Regions from separate parts of the Sus scrofa genome. Here region 2 is linked to region 1. Evidence: chromatin contacts called from public Hi-C data. All regions are on one chromosome and are shown on one strand. The core of a region is the stretch at or near the end of the contact, and the rest is flanking DNA. Distances in the headings are between cores, read along the strand shown.

What was found. A called contact is a pair of places that touch in the nucleus more often than the background predicts.
Region 2: a contact with region 1 is called in a Hi-C map of skeletal muscle, with 2.9 times the contacts expected there. The contact joins the enhancer-like site here to the promoter of WNT11 in region 1. A contact is called at or near these places in 1 of 5 promoter capture datasets (liver), 2 of 47 Hi-C or Micro-C datasets (embryonic fibroblasts and skeletal muscle) and 1 of 2 datasets of contacts at active chromatin or transcription factors (skeletal muscle).

What each region holds. Positions count from the first base shown.
Region 1 is chr9:10,433,849-10,437,494 of Sscrofa11.1, reverse strand. WNT11 (protein Wnt-11) reads left to right here and starts at 2,337. Exons shown (of 6, transcript XM_005667138.3): 1 at 2,337-2,660.
Region 2 is chr9:10,470,956-10,474,707 of Sscrofa11.1, reverse strand. No RefSeq gene overlaps it. Among named protein-coding and RNA genes, the nearest start is that of TRNAP-UGG, 17 kb to the right of the region's middle. Within about 2 kb of position 2,062, at least 23 of the 83 cell types and tissues checked have an H3K27ac peak or open chromatin away from gene starts, as enhancers often do. A contact at or near this core is called in skeletal muscle, where this site is marked.

The DNA of each region.
Region 1 (3,646 bases), core at 1,088-3,587:
CATCTCCTCCTGGCCTCCTCAACCCCTCTCCAGAAAGCACAAAGTCACTATCCTCCTTCTATGTGTTTCCATGGGGTCTCCAGCTACTGTGCACTTCCCACCGGGGAGAACTGGGTTCACATATTAACTCCACCACTTGCCAGCATTCCAGTTGGAGCCTCAGCTGCTACATCTATGAAATGGGATACTGAGCCCCGTCTTGGAGAAGAGAGGATTTGCTGGGACTGTCTTCTCCTCGTGCTACGGATGAGGAAATTCAAGTTCAGGGCGTTTCAGGCAACGTGGTCAAGATCACACAGCTCAGAATAAAACTGGCAAAATCAATACTGGAACCCAAGTCCACGTGGCTCCAAATGACTTCCTGTATGTACATTAGCGGGGAGCTGGCAGATCTCTGGTTGAAGGACTGTTTGTGCAAATGTTTAGAGGAAACTGATTGAGCTTCTGAAGTGACCAAAGGGTGATCGCAGCTGGACAGAAGTCACCGAGAATGGCTCTGACTGTGGTGGCCAGCGTGCCTTGGAATGTTAGAGCTAAGGACCCCCGTCAGTAGCCTCTGAGGTGCAGCAGCTCCGTCTCCCACACCCGCTTCCTACCCGCCCCCCCAAAGCCATGCTACTGGCCCGTGGTGTTCAGCAAGGGATTAACTCCAATGTCCTGGAAGAAGAGATGAAGATGTCCCAGTGTGTGTTCACAAGGACATTCCTGAGACCATAAGCAGGGATACGCGTGTATTGGTGTTGCCTGCTTGGAAGCCGTGTGTGTGTGTGTGTCCTCGCTGCATGCATGGAAACACGTGTGTTTGTGTAGGAACTGGATTGGGGCAGTCTGTGTGTTCAGCCTCATCTTGAAGATGGGTATGGGAGTTCCCGTTGTGGCTCAGTGGTAGCAAACCCAACTAGCATCCATGAGGCTGTGGGTTCGATCCCTGGCCTCGCTCAGTGGGTTAAGGATCTGCAGTTGCCGTAATCTGTGGTGCAGGTTGCAGTCAAGGCATGGATTCTGCATTGCTGTGGCTGTGGCGTAGGCCGGTGGCTATGGCTCTGACTTGACCCCTAGCCTGGGAACCTCCATTTGCCATGGGTGTGGCCTAAAAAGCAAAACAAAAAAGCAAAGATAGAAAAGGAAAATGTGTACGGCCATTTCCCCTGTATGTGCAACTGAGTGTGTGGGGGCCTACGGTGTGTCCGAGGATCTCCTGAGTGTGTTTGTGACCACTTGTGGGGAGATCAGTCCCAGCCCTGTGCAGAAAGGGGACTGGCTGCTTACGTGCAGGGGCACTTGCATGGCTGAGAACCTGCGGTGGACTCTGGGCTCAGACGTGGGCATCGTTTGCCGTTACAGCCAGGTTAAGACAGCCTAGGGGTGCTGTTCATGGGTGCCTACAAGGAACTGGGGAAAGAGTACCAAGCATTTTTTTGAAATCTGAAAGAAGCCCCCTTTCACTAAATCTATTTCCCCTTCTGCTAAAGAACTAGATTATTCTTGAGATCATCCTTGGGGTTGGGGCCCCTGAGGTGGGGAGTGGGAGAGACAGAAGTTAGGGCAACCACAGTAACCAACCGGGGCAGGTAGAAAGGGGAGGGGGCACAGTCAGCCAGGGAGGGCCCAGGTGGGCGTGGAACCAGTCCCAGGGAAGTCTCCCCAGAAATACAGCCCCAGCCCCAACCCCAGGCAAGGTTCTACACCCGCAAGGAGCACTCTTCCTTCTCTTTAGCTTCTGAAACCAGCCCTCTGCTGGTGGTTCCTTGGAGACCAGGGCAAGGTACCCAGAAGACTCCCTAAGAGTCATCCCAGAGATGGGACGCCTGCCTCCTTGGTGCCAAGGTTACAGCGCCTTCTCAGGGCAGAGCCGTGGCGCCTCCTTTCTTCGCTGAGAGTCCGCAGACCTGGAACCAGCGATCTGGAGAGGCAACCCTGTGAAGGCTGGACTGGGACACCGAGGCAGCTCTCGGGGTCCCCGATGTCTGCCGGGACCTGAGCTACAGGATCAACACCGAGGGATGCCTGGGCCCCAGACCGAGACCTAAGTCGGACTTTCGCCTGAGCCCCAGGCTTCCTCCTCTGCCAAACCAGACGGGGTGGAGGGCTTGCTGTGAGGTTGAGAAACCGGCCTTACCTGGGCCCCACGCACCCCAGGCACGCAGTAGGCTCGCAGCCCGCACGCTCAGTTAACACCAGCTGCAGTTACAGTCTGTAAGTCTCCTCTTTGGAACGCAACAGGGTGCGACGTCCTCTCGTGCCGCTGGCGCCGCGGGTCCGTGGCATCCGCGGGGACCCCGCCCCCGCCCCCCGCGCGCGGCGCGAGCCACCCGGTGGGGTTTCGGCGCGCTGACGTGGGCGGATCAAAGCAGCTGCCCGCGCCTTATAAAGCAGTTCGGGCAGCCGGGGCGGGAGACGGTGCCGGCTGAGCAGGAGAGCTCGGGCGAGCGGGCGAGCGCAGGCCCCGGCAGCCGAGCCCCCTCCAGAGCGGCCTGAGTCCGCGCCCCGGTCCCCGAGAGCCCCGAGCCGGCCGCTGCTCGCCAGGATCCCGGGCGTCCTTCTCCTGCCGCAAGTGAAGAGTGCGCCCTCGCCGCCGGCCCAGCAGGGAGAGCGCTCGGGTCCGCTGGGGGCCGCGCTCGCCGCTCCCCGGCCGGCCCCTCCAGGCGAGGGCCCAGGAGGTGAGCTGCGGCCGCGGGCACCGGGCGAGAGCTCCGCGGGGACCTGCCAGGGCGGCGGGGGGCTACGGGCGCCCGAATCCGAGGGGGACGGCGCGATCCCGTCGGGCGCTCGCTCCCGGGTAGGCAAAGCAAGCCCTTTTCCATGCCTCTCCTCCGCCGCTCTCCCAGGCATTCCCCCCACTCACCGCAGTCCCGCGGGGCTGGGGGCGCCGGCTTTATGCGGACGAATGGTGCAGGGGGGCCGTGCATTTCCCGCGGGCCGCCGCAAGCCTACCCACCCCCCTTAAGACCCTCTCGCTCCCAGTCAGCCCGCGGATGAGGTCATGCCCGAGCCACCGCGGGGGTGGGGGACTTGGATCCTGCAGCAGGGGTGTGTGTGGCGGGACGGGAGAGGGTGGCCAAAGGCAGAGAACTACGGCAGTTCCTCCTAAATTGGGGGGTGGGGCGGACGCCTGGCTTTGAGACGGGCCCCCAGAAGCGGCCAGGGAGTGAACCGAGAGTTTGTTTACAGACCTGAGCTCCAGGCTCGGGGGTAGGGAGGAGGAAAGTCCTGTCCCGGCCCCCAGGCACATCTGGAGCCGCTCTGAACATCTGGCGGAGCTCGCGCACGAGCCCCACACCTCCCACCTCCCGGAGCTAAGGTACCTCCAAGACCCTCACGGCCCTTAGGCGCTCGGGGTCGGGCTCAGAGAGGGTTGTATGAGGTACCCCGAGTTCCCTCACCCCACCCTTCCCACTTCCAAAATAACCCCCACCCCTACCGCCGCCCCCTGGCGCACCGTCTGCAGCCCAGCAAACGCATCTCGCGGCCAGGGTCAAAGGCGGGGAGCGGGCCCCACCTCGCTAGGCGTCGCAGGTAACCTTGAAGCAGTGGCTCTGTGTCACGGATTCCCGGGGTCGGCTCTGCGAGCTGCGCAGCGACAGGCTTCAGGCCGGGCCCGCGGCGACCTTCCGCGCGGCGTGGACACGCAGCCCCGGCGCGCAGT
Region 2 (3,752 bases), core at 813-3,312, 37 kb before region 1:
TCCATTTATTTCATTTCAGTTTTATTCCATGGTGCACTGGAGCCCAGTCACTAAAGAGCAGGTGGGGTATGTGTTTCTTCCTACCCTGCATTCAGTGTCGTCCTGTTGGTAGCTTGAAATTCGCCATCGTGGAAGTATTTACATCCTGGAAAGGGACAACAAAATACAGATCTACCTTGGAGATACTGTGGGTTCAGTTCCAGATCCACCCCAATAAAGCAGGTATTCCAATAAACAAGTCACATGAATTTTGGGGTTTCCCAGCACATGTAAAGGTTATGATTATACTATACTGTAGTCTGTTAAGAGTGCAAGAGCAGGAGTTCCCGCTGTGGCTCAGCGGTTAACAAATCTGACTAGCATCCAGGAGGACGCAGGTTCGACCCCTGGCCTCGCTCAGTGGGTTAAGGATCTGGCGTTGCTCTGAGCTGTGGTGTAGGTCACAGATACAGCTCCGATCTGGCGTGGCTGTGGCGTAGGCTGGCTCCCTACAGCTCCAATTGGACCCCTAGCCTGGGAACGCCCATATGTTGCAAGTGCGACCCTAAAAAGCAAAAAAAAAAAAAAAAGCATGCAAGATCATTATACCTAAAAACACAACATATGCCCCTTAGTTAAAAACACTTCTATTGCTAAAAAATGCTAGCCATCACCTGAGCCTTCAGGGAGTCATCATCTTTCTGCTCGTGGAGGGTTTGAAATGTTGTGAGAATTAGCAAAATTGACACGGAGACATAACGTGAGCAAAGGCTGTTGGGAAAAAGGCGCCAATAGACTTGCTCCACGCGGGTGGCCACGAACCCTCAATCTGCCAAAAACGCAACATCCGCGAAGCACAATAAAATGATGTGTGCCTGCATAAATCAAGTGTTATTTTTTCCTTTGGAGAGTCGATTGTTAAATGTTTATCAGCTCACTGCTGGCTAGCTGGCTTTTTCTCTGTGTGTGGACGCAGGCTCTAGGACCTGGGAAGACCATTTTCTGACACTGTTTCAGCCCACTCTAGGGACCCAGGCGGTGGAGACCCACAGGGGGAGGGAACGGGCCTGCAGGCGGCCGTCCGTGGGTAAGGACCTCTTGCCCACAGCAAGTGAGAAGCCCAATGGCCCCTGAAGACGCCAGGGAGCTTTGAATCCTTGTGAGGAGGCCTGTGTTGGGGAAGGTGACAGCCAGCCACAGAAGCATCTGCTCCCCCCCGCTTCCCCTCCAGGGAGGCAGGAGCCAGACCAGAGGCAGCCCTTGCTTCCGCACTCTGAAGCATTTAGCAATTTTGCGTGACGGATGCTGTGGCTGCTGTGCTGGGCTGGGCTATTTTGTTCATTGCTGTTTGGACAGATAGAGCTGGTCAGGAAAGGAGAGGCCAGTTGACCATGAGAGTGACCAGCCCTTGACTTGCCCTCTGGGGGGATCTGGGTCCCCCATCAGGTGCCCCGGGGTCGGCCCTAGCCCTCCCCATCCTGTCCCGATCCAGCCCACCAGCCCCAGGCTCCTCATTCACTTATAGTAACAGCCCCCAGCTCGGGAGCTCCTACTGTGCGCAGCCCCGTGCTAAGTCCTCATGGATTTCTCCACCTCTCCTGAGAGGTCATTTTATTTTCCCCATTTTCCAGATAAGACGTTCAGCTCGGGGAGAGGCTAGGACTTGCTCAAGGTCACCCAGCCAGCCAGCAATGGAGCCAGGACTGCAAGCCAGGCTGTCTGACGCCCAGCTGGGCTCTTCACCCCACACTTGACTTTCAAAGGGCAGATGCTATCTTCTCAATTCCTTCTTCCGATCACGTCCAACGTGCAGGTTCTGGAAGCGACCAGAGAAATGACATAATCCCATGAGTCTCAGTAGCTCAGCAATCCCCGCCCCCCAAAAGCTTCCCTATCAAAGGACCCGCTCCCACCGTGAGAGAAGCGGAGGGCCTCTTTTTCTAGAAGGGATGTTTCTGCTGTCTGTTTATTGTAGGGAGGGCTGGGCTGAATAATGGTGATTTCAGCGGTGTCGCTGAGAGCCAGTGTTATTGCTATGGCTTTGCAACACAAACAGAAAAAGAATCTATTAGTCACCGAGGAGTGTAAGAAGCCTGTTGAGTAATCACCCTGCCGGCCATGGTACCTGCAAACCACAAGGATGATACATGAAATACCGCAGCCAAATTCTTGGACACGCGAGGGTGGGTGTGGGGTCTGTGGGCCCAGAGGTCACGGGCCTTGTTCCGGAAACTCTGCTTCCTACCAAAGGACGGAGAACCCTCTGCTCGATTTCAACTTCCCATTTCACAGATGGGGAAACTGAGGCTACAAGGGAGAAATGGTTTACCCAGGTCCCTGTGGAGTTCAGGGCTGGGAGCCAGTTCTCGCTGGCTGCCCGCAGTCCGGGAGGACAGCAAGTGCTTGCGAGCGTGGCTGGGCTCACACGGGGCATTCTGCATCCCTCTCTGGCCCGCTTTCCTCCTGCCTCTGATAGGCCCTGGCTGACTTCAGAACCCCATCTCCTCCCCTTTGCAGATAAGGCTGCCAAGCCTTGCAGAGGGACTTGGGGACAGGGTGTGGTTTCCGGAATGTCCAGACTTGGGGACGGACTGGAGACAGACCAGGATCTGTGTCTCCTTTCCCCTTCCCCAGGCCGGTCCACTTGCAGCTGTGCGGCTGGATCCAGACACTCTGGAATTTGGAAAATGGGCAGAGACACCAAAGATTTTCCCCACATCCAATCAGAAAGGGCCTTCTTGGAAGGAATAAAGAAGAAGGAAAGAGGGGGCCAGAGCTTTGACTTCTGAGCACCTAGATACTGAGCACCCTAGATTCTGAGCACCCTAGATTCTGGCTACCAGTGTGAGCCAGTCCTTTCCCTGTGCAGGCCTCAGTTTTCCTCTTCTGTAAAATGGGCAGAGGGATGCTCATCCATTCAGTGAAACTGCAGAGTGCCCATCATCCAAGTTCACACTTTGGCCCACCCAGGCCAGGTACTGAGCTAATCTCTGTCCAGGCTCTCTTGCAATTCAGTCTCACAAGCATCCTCAGCTAGGTTTTATATTTCCTATTTTAATGACGAGGTAACTGGGACACATAGAGTTTTGAACAGCTTGTCCAGGATCCCACATAGATCCTGGGTCCATACCCAGGGGCCCAGGGGAGGAGCCCATGCCACATTCTGAAGGTACTTTATTTAAGCTGGAGTGTGGTGTCAGCTGGAGCCGGAATCTTCTGTCCAAACGTGGGGATAGCAAGGGAGCCCCCAGAAGATGCTCCTTTACACTGGGCACAGAAGCCAGCCCTGGGCCCAGCCCCTCTGCATTTGAGAGGGGGGCCTCGGACTGCCTCCCCCACCCCATCAGTGGTAGGCTGCTGGGGGCGCCCATTCACAGAGCTGGAGAGACAGGGGGCTGTTTCAGCGCTTGCCCCCGATGGCTGGCTCCCTGAGTAACAAGTATGGGCCCTGTGAGGGCAGCTGAATTTTTTTCTTTTGCGTTGTGGCATGCAGAAGTTCCCGGGCCAGGGATCAAACCAGATCAAACCAGCGCGATAGCAGTGTCAATGCTGGATCCTTAACCTTAACCACTAGGCCACCAAGGGAGGTGAGTTCTTGCCTTGTTTTCTTTTTCTTTCTTTTTTTTTTTTTTTTTGTCTTTTTGCCTTTTCTAGGGCTGCATCAGCGGCATATGGAGGTTCCCAGGCTAGGGATCTAATTGGAGCTGTAGCTGCCGGCCTATGCCACAGGCACAGCAAGGTGGAATCCAAGCCGCGTCTGCAACCTACACCAC